Regions from separate parts of the Zea mays genome. Here all the other regions are linked to region 1. Evidence: chromatin contacts called from public Hi-C data. All regions are on one chromosome and are shown on one strand. Each heading gives the region's core, a stretch centred on a gene start, on an enhancer-like site or on the middle of the called end of the contact. The rest is flanking DNA. Distances are from core to core; before and after follow the strand shown.

What was found. A called contact is a pair of places that touch in the nucleus more often than the background predicts.
Region 2: a Hi-C map of leaf mesophyll shows a contact between it and region 1, with 2.9 times the contacts expected there. The contact joins the promoter of LOC100282411 here to the promoter of LOC103632890 in region 1. A contact is called at or near these places in 2 of 25 Hi-C or Micro-C datasets (bundle sheath and leaf mesophyll).
Region 3: a contact with region 1 is called in a Hi-C map of leaf mesophyll, with 2.6 times the contacts expected there. The contact joins the promoter of LOC100279992 here to the promoter of LOC103632890 in region 1. A contact is called at or near these places in 2 of 25 Hi-C or Micro-C datasets (leaf and leaf mesophyll).

The regions. Positions count from the first base shown.
Region 1 is chr7:135,082,021-135,085,192 of Zm-B73-REFERENCE-NAM-5.0, reverse strand. LOC103632890 (ABC transporter G family member 11) reads right to left here and starts at 1,475. Exons shown (of 6, transcript XM_020541368.1): 1 at 737-1,475; 2 at 374-453; 3 at 1-148. The coding sequence starts at 1,226.
Region 2 is chr7:134,829,796-134,832,967 of Zm-B73-REFERENCE-NAM-5.0, reverse strand. LOC100282411 reads left to right here and starts at 1,548. Exons shown (of 3, transcript NM_001155322.2): 1 at 1,548-1,922; 2 at 2,065-2,256. The coding sequence starts at 1,698.
Region 3 is chr7:135,314,796-135,317,967 of Zm-B73-REFERENCE-NAM-5.0, reverse strand. LOC100279992 reads left to right here and starts at 1,733. Exons shown (of 19, transcript NM_001361012.1): 1 at 1,733-2,135; 2 at 2,342-2,415; 3 at 2,541-2,666; 4 at 2,758-2,851; 5 at 2,952-3,035. The coding sequence starts at 1,881.

The DNA of each region.
Region 1 (3,172 bases), core at 226-2,725:
CCAGCCCCATCTCCCGCAGCGTCTCCTCCGCGCGCTCGCGCTTGGCGGGCGCCGCCATCGCGCTCGGCAGCTGCAGCTGCGCCGAGTAGTGCACCGCCTCGCGCACCGTCAGCGTCGTCATCAGCACGTCCTCCTGCGTAACGTACGCCTGCGACACATCACACATACCGCGTGTCCATCAGCATGCATAGTATTATATATATATGCATCAGATCATGGATATATATGATTCGTGCACGCACACGCATTAGTTCATTGATCACGCCGACCCATGAATGCAATACTAAAAACGATCAAATTAAAGATTAATTTTACGAAACGCGCACACACTCTTACAAACTACGTGTGGGATCATGATCATGCATGCACTTACAGATGTCCCGTAGGCTAGCTTCTGCCTCAGGCCGTTGATCAGAATGTCTCCCTTCTGGCTCACGTTAGAACCCAGCCTCCCTGTGTACATATATAAGTATAAATAAACAAATAAATATGGTACTATATGAAACACGGACCATAAGAACAGGTCCGTGTGTGCATCATCATTATATTCATGTCTGGATCAGAGTATAGTTGCTGAAAGTATAGTTTTCTTCATCAGCGTATGAACGTGATATATTTGGGGTGCTAGCTTCATAACAGCATCTAAGGCAAGCGAGGCGCTCAGAATAATGATTCACGTGGCTACTTGTATATCAGTATATATATGACCTCCACACGTTCCTATACCTATACGTACCTGCCAAAGCATCTAGAAGCGTGGACTTGCCGCAGCCGGACGGGCCCATGATGGCGAGCACCTCGCCGGGGCGCGCGTACCCGTTGAGGCCGCAGAGGATGGGCACGCGGCCGCCCTTATTACCGCCGGCCGCCGACACCCACAGGTCCTCCCAGGATACCACCACGCCTTCGTCGGCCCGGCGCAGCGACTTCTCGCGGGCCACGGGGCCATCGGCGCCGCCGCCGCCGCTACCGGCTGTCCCGTTCGCCGCCGCCACCACGCTGATCTCCAGCGAGGGCTGAGTCAGCGGGAACGGGAACGAGCGCGCGCGGCCGCTGCCGAAGGGGAACGATGCTTCGTCGGTGCTGCGCATGGACGACGACGCTCCCAGCGCCGACTCCGCGTCCTCTTCGTCGTGCGCGTCTCCGCGGGCCTGGCGCCGCGGCGGGCTCGGCGTCCATCTCGGCACGTTAGGGAGGTGCTGCTGCTGCTTCTGCCCGGACGCCATGTCCAAATGCTTGGCCGGCGCGCGCGTCGTGGGCTGTCGCAGCAGGCGAGCTAGCTAGCGAAGCCTTGGAGAGACTAGCTTGCTTAATTTGTGCCGTGGGCGTGCGAGATGAATGGTGCACGGTGGCGACGACTGTGGCGAGCTGGGGCTGCTTAAATAGGCAACGGAGCTTACAGGCGCCGGTAAAAGCAGGCCCGGCGGCCGGCACCGATTAAAATCTGCTGGACTGGATTGGAAGACCTCGGAAATCTATAGGCGCCGGTCAAACCGAGCTTTAGCTAGCGACCTTCCTGGTATATGGCATCGTGTTGTTCTGTGGCGCCCACCGCCCACGTACCCGTACAGTACCTGCTTTTTTAAAAAAGATCGGCAAGTGTGTTGCCAAAATTAACATTACCACCCGCTCTGTCCTGCCTTGGAACCACCCATGCAAATGAGACACTCAAGCATTATTTCTGAGGGTCTTCTGAACTGTGACCTTCTTCTGAATGGATTTGTTGAAAATGTTGGGCGTTAGAATTTTTGGAGCTTGACCGCTTAACCAACAATTTGAGTGCAAAAAAGACATTTGTTATCAATGCCTGCTTTAACAGTCATGGAAGCAACGAATAGTTCTTTGTCTCTTTTATCACAATGGATCTCCATGTGATTTGCCTACGGCCTCTATTGCTGTTCTTCCATTTAAACCAACACCATCTTAGCCTCGGTGCCCTAGTGAAACGCTCGAGAAATGGCCAGCTAACTGAGTCCAAGGCCCGAGAAATGTCCAATTTGATGAAAATGGAAGGAGGCTTGGATTTGTGCAAAGCGCTGATGACATTTTGTGCATATAAAAAATTATCACGAATATACCTCTTTTTGTATAAATGCATTTTGGCTCATTGACACTAGGCCGTTCAGTCATCGAGCACACAGTTAAAAGCGATGGAGAATTGGAGATACTATCCCTCTGTTTGGTTCAGCTTTTTTCTGACCAGATTTTCTGAAAATCTGGCTGTGGGGAGAATCTGAGTATCATTACGATTACGTGTGGAGGAAGATAAAGTTGTTCATAGGACTCATGATCTAGAAAGTGATGGATTCCTACTATTATAATGACTCAACCGATTATGTGTTTATGTTGATTTTGGATGATTTTTGCCCCCAACAAATTTTATAGAAGCTGGCTGAAAAGCTAAGTGTTTGGCAGTCCGCAGCAGCTTTTGGTGGCCAGAAGCTGCCAGAAGCCGAAACAAACAAGCCCTATGTAAGGTGAAAACTCAATAGCGGATATATCTAATTCATTTTATGCAAGATCAATACATATTACTTTAGGTAAGGATCTCAACTAAGAATATTAAATGCTTCATATTAGTTTTCTGCTAATAAATATAATTAACAATTAACTCTTCTATGAGTATACAAGAACCACTTAATTCAATGAGAATTAAAGCTTAAATCACCATCACCACTACTACCAAAATTTTAGGATAGTAATTTTAAAGACCAAAAAAATTTGTAAGTACATTATTTAAGTTCTTATTCAAGAGAAACTTTAAATGTTCTAATTTCTATCCGTTCTTACATGTCTTAGCTTTCATGCTTGATATTTAGCAGCTTCATGCATGCTCAAGTATTCTAGGAGCACAATAATTGCAAGGCACATATCATGATTCGTATATATATCTAAAAATTCTAACTTGATTTCTACTTAATATTGAGTAATTCTGGGTGACATTGAATATTTCTAGTATTTCAATGCTCTTGGTCTTCTATTTCAAGAAACAATTCTTTTAGAATTAAACAAAGTATTATTTATCATCTTGTCTTCTATAACTTTTAACACAAAGCATCAAGTTAATTGTATGTTTATTGATCAGCGTTATATCACATATGGTCATACATCTCGAAAATTCAACTTTCAATGTTTATGACATTATGCAATCATAATGTATATATGGTATCTT
Region 2 (3,172 bases), core at 299-2,798, 250 kb after region 1:
AAATTCAGTTTTCGGGTATTCCGGGTTCGGTTTCGGGTTATGGGTTTTTTGCCCAGCTCTAGTTAGACTCCAACTTGTAACCACCTCCACCATGAACAAGAGACTTTGAAGCCTCCCCTCCTTCTCTCGCCCAGTTTGTACCCCCTACTACAAGCTTTGATCAATGGTGTCAATAGCGCAAGTCGTCGATGACTGGATGTAGAGACATTTTGCCCGAACTAGTATAAATCTTACGCACACTACGCACATCGTATGGAGCCCGAAACGAACACAATAAAATTACTTATCGGAGCACGGTTCGAAAACACCGCAAGTTGCTTTTAGTTGAAAACATTCAAACACCCCTAGCTAATAGTCCATCTAATTATTAGCTTACCCTCAACTACCAATTAGTTAATTAGCTGGTTCAACTCGACTAAAATCAACTAATAGTTAGCCAGCTACGAGTTAGTCCGCTAATTTTACTAGTAATTTTTTAGCTAGCTAACTAGTAGCACTAGAACACTAATGCATTCAAACAGGTCTTAAGTCCTTTATGAGCACTAGCTAGATGTCTGTGTATTGCTATGGATTTCTATATATATCATATAGGTAGACTTTGGTTTAATAAAATAAAAAATATATATGTTATATTCGTTAGATGAGTTTAAATGTGGAGTCAACAATCAATGTTCGAACCCCATTTGTCACACAACAACAAAACTGTGAAAATTGGTGTTTTACATAGTCGTTACATTTCATGCCTCCCACCTTTCACACCTTTGACCAAAATTTGACCAGAACAAGTATTGTCCGTTATTTTCACAAATTTCCAAAAAAACTTGAGAAGTATTCCAGGCATATACAATTTAAAGACCATGGATCAATCTTTAAAATACGAGAGATAACTAATAGACTACATGATATAATTATGATTCTTTGGATCATGAATAATGTTAAGTGACATTATATATGGAGGCTTAGAGAGTCATGTAGAGATATATTATTCGCAAAAAAATATGCCTTTTGTGTTTTTAAATAACTTTTAGAGACTCTCGACATACTCTGTATTAAATAGTTTTGCTAAGAAAAGAGTACAACCGTCCGTCCTCCGTCCACACAGTCACAGACGCGCAAAGAAAAATCCGGGTCAATGCTCCCTCCTCCCCTGCCTGCCAATAACCGGCCGTGCCATCGTGTACCGCCGCGACACGGTGCACGATCGGAGCGCGGATATTTTTGAAGCGCGCGCGCGCACGAACGTGAACACCGTTTGACCGAAGCCGTCGGACCCGGGCCGGCGCGTGCTAGTGGTGTACAGTGTACTGTTTGGTCTTGGTGGTGTAGGAACGCTGACGCACCCGACTCGGCCGGCCGCGGCCTGGCGGCTGGCGGCGTCCGCCCACCACTGGCTGGCCACAGCTCCCCGTGTCGCGCACGGCCCCCGCTCCCTCCTCGCCAACCTCGTGCTGACAGCCCATTGGCCTCGGCCTGCAGCCAGCGGCTATCGGCTAGCGGCCAGCTTCCTTTTTATCAACAACTACTACCCGCCGTGACCTCGCGAGTCGCGACCCGGACGCGACTAGTACACTGCCTGCCAAACAGCTGAGCAGAGTAGAGTAGAGCAGAGGGCGAAGTGCAGCGCAGTGTGCCCCGTCTCGGAACAGCGCGGACCACCAGAGCGTGCGCGTCCGTGCCCCACCCCTCCCTCTCTATCCATGGCGGTCCCCCGCGGGTGCCTCGGGCTCCCCCTGGTCGCCGTGCTCCTCGCGTCCCTCTGCCGCGGCCAGGCGGCGGTGAGGGAGCTCAAGGTCGGGTACTACGCCGAGACGTGCCCGGAGGCCGAGGACATCGTCCGTGAGACCATGGCGCGCGCGCGCGCACGCGAGGCCCGCAGCGTCGCCTCCGTCATGCGCCTCCAGTTCCACGACTGCTTCGTCAACGTGAGCCGCCCGCCCGCCCCACGCATCTGATCTCGCTCCGGTTGCGCTACGTGGCTTCCTCCCTCCCTCCCTCCGCGCGCGGTCGATCTGACGCGATGGATTCTCTCTTCTGCTCCTTCCCGGTGGCGGGGGGCGGCTGCAGGGGTGCGACGGCTCGGTGCTGATGGACGCCACGCCGACGATGCCCGGCGAGAAGGATGCGCTCTCCAACATCAACTCCCTGCGCTCGTTCGAGGTCGTCGACGAGATCAAGGACGCGCTGGAGGAGCGCTGCCCCGGAGTGGTCTCCTGCGCCGACATCGTCATCATGGCCGCCCGCGACGCCGTCGTCCTGGTACGCGCCTCCCCCCCGCACCCTGCACGAGATCCATTGCTTTGTTTTGTTCACTTGGGCTATTCTCAATGCAAAATTTCTAACGTTGGAAATAAAAAATGCTATAAAACTAAGAATAAAAAAATAACTCCTGGGGTAAAATTCCGCTTCAATATTTCGTACACTACCATACACCATTAAATATTACAACTAAATGACCAACGCTTTTAGTGAAACATGTGAAGATGAAATAAACCACTAAATGAAAGTTTCAAACGAGGGTTTTACACTGTTTTCAAAACTTTGTAAACGAGATGACATGATTTTATTCCTATCAAACTAATTTTATCTTTTATAGAATCCATTAAACAAATATTATGTCATATCATCTAAAATTCTAATGTAACGTACGATTAAATGTATATGAAACCACCGTGAAACCAGACTGAGAGTAGCCTTAAACACCAGATATATGCGATACCGATGCACATGGTGTTTCTCTTGACCTGTCATGCGGTCTACCGTTTCCCATTCGCTTCCGCTTTGTCTGCCGTTTCCTGTCCAAATCCTGCGTTTCTTTCTGCTCAGCTCTGTCTGCCGTTTGCACTCCCAAATCCAGCGTTTCCAGTGCAGAACCCAGCGTTGATGGTGCTCCCCACAGCTTCCAGGATCCACTGTGAATAAAAGACAAGAGAAGAAATGAAGAATATCAATTAGAAAAGTTTTTTTTTCCACGAATTGCTTTTGCTGCCACGGCGCAGCGCTGCGCAGCGCTGTGGGCACGGCTGCTTCGTGCTGCTCCACAGCCAAGGCGGCGTGTGCCGGGCAAGGACCTGGCACCTCTAGCTTCATGTCGCGTTCTTCGGAACGCTTTTCGTGCCACTAGCCTTGCGTCGCGTTCAACCTTACGTTCACGTACAAAATGGGCATTCGAGGA
Region 3 (3,172 bases), core at 484-2,983, 230 kb before region 1:
GATGGCTAAAGGGTTTAGTGCACACAAAATCATTTACATTAACTACAGTAACAAGTGTTTATTTAGATATGGAATACAACACTGGACAAAACATACATTCATTTATTGTTAATAAACTTTGAAAGTACATCTAACCCTCTATGAATTTGGTGAGTTGAATGACAAAAATACTAAAGGTCTAACCAGTTTACTAAGTTTTGAACATGAAATCTAAGTATAATGGACATACTACATTATGACAGTGAGAAGCATGCAAAGGTTCGACACAAAGCAATGGTGAGAATATTCCACAAGAGATCAGATGGATATGTGGGATATCACAACAGCAGAGAAAACAAACTTGTTCAGCCCACAAAGTTTTAGCTCACTTATGTTAGTGATGGAATTCCTAAAAGCGTAAGCCAAGAACAAAGGTGAAAGCAAAACCATCCAAACAATTTGTTTTGATGCCTTGTTAAGCAAACCAAGGTAGAGACAGGCATCTAAACATGCCCTTTATGTTGTCGTAGCACCACATGAGATATTGCCTTGTTATGGAAGGAGGCAAGCTTGTGATAACCACCAAAAAGAACACATGTATATATGTAGGGAACATATCAGGTGCAAACCAAGCACTTAATGCAAAATCGTGCAAGCAGTCATGGTAATTTTACAAAACAACACTCTCACCATGCATTAGCTTTCAAAACGACCCTTCCACCTCCCTTGTTACATTTTTAAATACACCCTTCCAGCTCCACCAACATGCTGGTTTGCACGTTTTTATACCAAGTGTTTGGTTTGCATCTGATCCATTCTCATATAGGTATTATCCCGCTGACACCCCTCAGTTTTCGATATCTAACCTAAATGTTTGTTTTCAATATGATCTTTTACAATACATCTTCAATATGAATTTGTATAATATATTTTTCATGCAAGTTTAAGAAAATAAATATATCAGGATACGAAGGAGGGAGCATTATTTGTTGTTTTCTTTTTTCACCTTTTTGGCGAAAACCCATGATGAGGAAGCAAATCTAACATTTATAATTGTTGAGCAGCAAGATCAATTAGTTTTTTCTCGTGGTGATGGAGAATCCATGTCCATGAGAACCTCTATTGTTGAGCTCACTGAGAGGTGATTCAAATAAGAGCCCAGCGGTAGTCCAAGTTCGAGTGAAGCAGCCCATATAGCACACGGAATAGGCCCGTTATGACGCCCACGAGCTCAAGCCGTTATTCAGTATTCAGCCCACGAACTTCTAGCCTTAGGGTAGTACAACCTCATTTACTTGGCGTCTCTTGAAGGATTTTTAGGAGGTTAATAAAAAAATCAAAATATAGATTTTTCGTGAAGAACCTGATTTTTCATACTTTCTATATTTCCTGTCTCAACTGCATTTTATGATCTAGATGCTTAAGACTATCTCTTGTATTTAAAAAAAACATTATATGGTCTCTAGGTTCTACATGCCTTAATAAATTCGTTTGGCTCAACCGTCCCTAACGACATCGGCACATCGCTGCCTGAAGCCCTGAAAGAAAACGGATCAACCTCTCAGACTTCATCCCGCCGTCGAGGTGCCCCATCCGACGGTGCCACCGCGGCAGCCACGCGCGCACCACAACCGTGCCGCCTGCCGCGCACATGCCGCACGCAACGTCCCCACCACAACACACGCCAGCCCCGTGCGCCCTACGCGATTCTAGAAGCCTCCGGGCTCCCCGCATCGCCTCCCCACCCCCATGTCTCCCAGTCCCTGTACCTCCGTATAAACCCTAGTACCTCTTATCCGTTCGTCACTCCCCAAGCGTCACACCGAATCACCACAGTCGAGCTCGAGCAGGAACAAGCCGTGAGCGCCTGCCCCCGGTGCTCAATATCTATTCCACACCTCATGGCGCCGGCGCTGAGCAGGACCCTGGGGCCGTCGTCGGTGGCCGCGCTGCGCCCGAGCCCGTCGTGCCGGGGTCTGTTACGGGCCGCGCTCGCGCCGCAGGGCAGGGGCGCCTCCGCGAGGTGCGCGGTAGGGGTGAGATGGGAGGCAGCCAGGCGGAGGAGGATGGCCGGGGTGAGGTGCGACGCCGCCGTCGCTGAGAAGCCTGCCGGCGAGGAGGAGACGGCCGGCGAGAAGTACGAGTACCAGGCTGAGGTGAGCTAGGGAAATTGGCCCGTTGTTGGTGAAATTTGGGATAGGGGCACATGAATTGTCACTTGTATGCTGCATTCAGTATGCTGTTTCACTCTGCTGTGCTGTGGCCAAATTCGTGTTTCACGATTAACAGAATTCTGCTTGTCTTCATGGAATCGGCAATTGAACGCTTCTGTGTTTATGTATCGTTTCTCTTTGCTCTGCAGGTTACCCGCTTGATGGACTTAATTGTACACAGTTTATACAGCCACAAGGAAGTATTTTTACGTGAGCTTGTAAGGTCAGTCGTTTGCTCGGCGTATCAATTGAATTGACTTGTTTTTATGACAAAGGATGGGTTGCTGCTATTCACAAACTGCACTCCTACACCCCCTGATCTTCCGACACAATTTATGTTGCATCCAGTAACGCGAGTGATGCACTGGATAAGCTGAGATTCCTCAGCGTAACTGATCCTTCTGTGTTGGCTGATGGCGGTGAGTTGGAGATAAGGATTAAACCCGACCTAGAGGCGGGGACAATCACTATCACGTAAGTTGTTCTTTAATCCATGGTCGTCAGCGTTTTAATTTATCATATGTGATCAAAATCGTTATCCAGACTCATTTTGTGAATGACACAGAGATACTGGCATTGGAATGACTAAAGATGAGCTCAAAGACTGTCTTGGAACCATTGCACAAAGTGGCACCTCAAAGTTTTTGAAGGCTCTAAAGGTGCACTTGTTTTTACGATTTAGCTACATTAATTTTCTGTTCCACGACAAACTCATTGTTTCCTTTGTTGATAATAATTTGCTTTCTCTGTTTTGTCCAGGAGAACAAAGACCTTGGTGCAGATAATGGACTCATTGGTCAATTCGGTGTTGGGTTCTATTCCGCTTTCCTTGTTGCAGAGAGGGTATGGAATGTCTCTTCTATGATATGGCTCAGCTGATGGACCTGCATTGCTTTCCAAAACCTACCTATTATTCCAGAGATTCTTACAGTTGCTATGCAATCTGAAAATGTCTATATATCTTGTTAGTAATTTTGTAT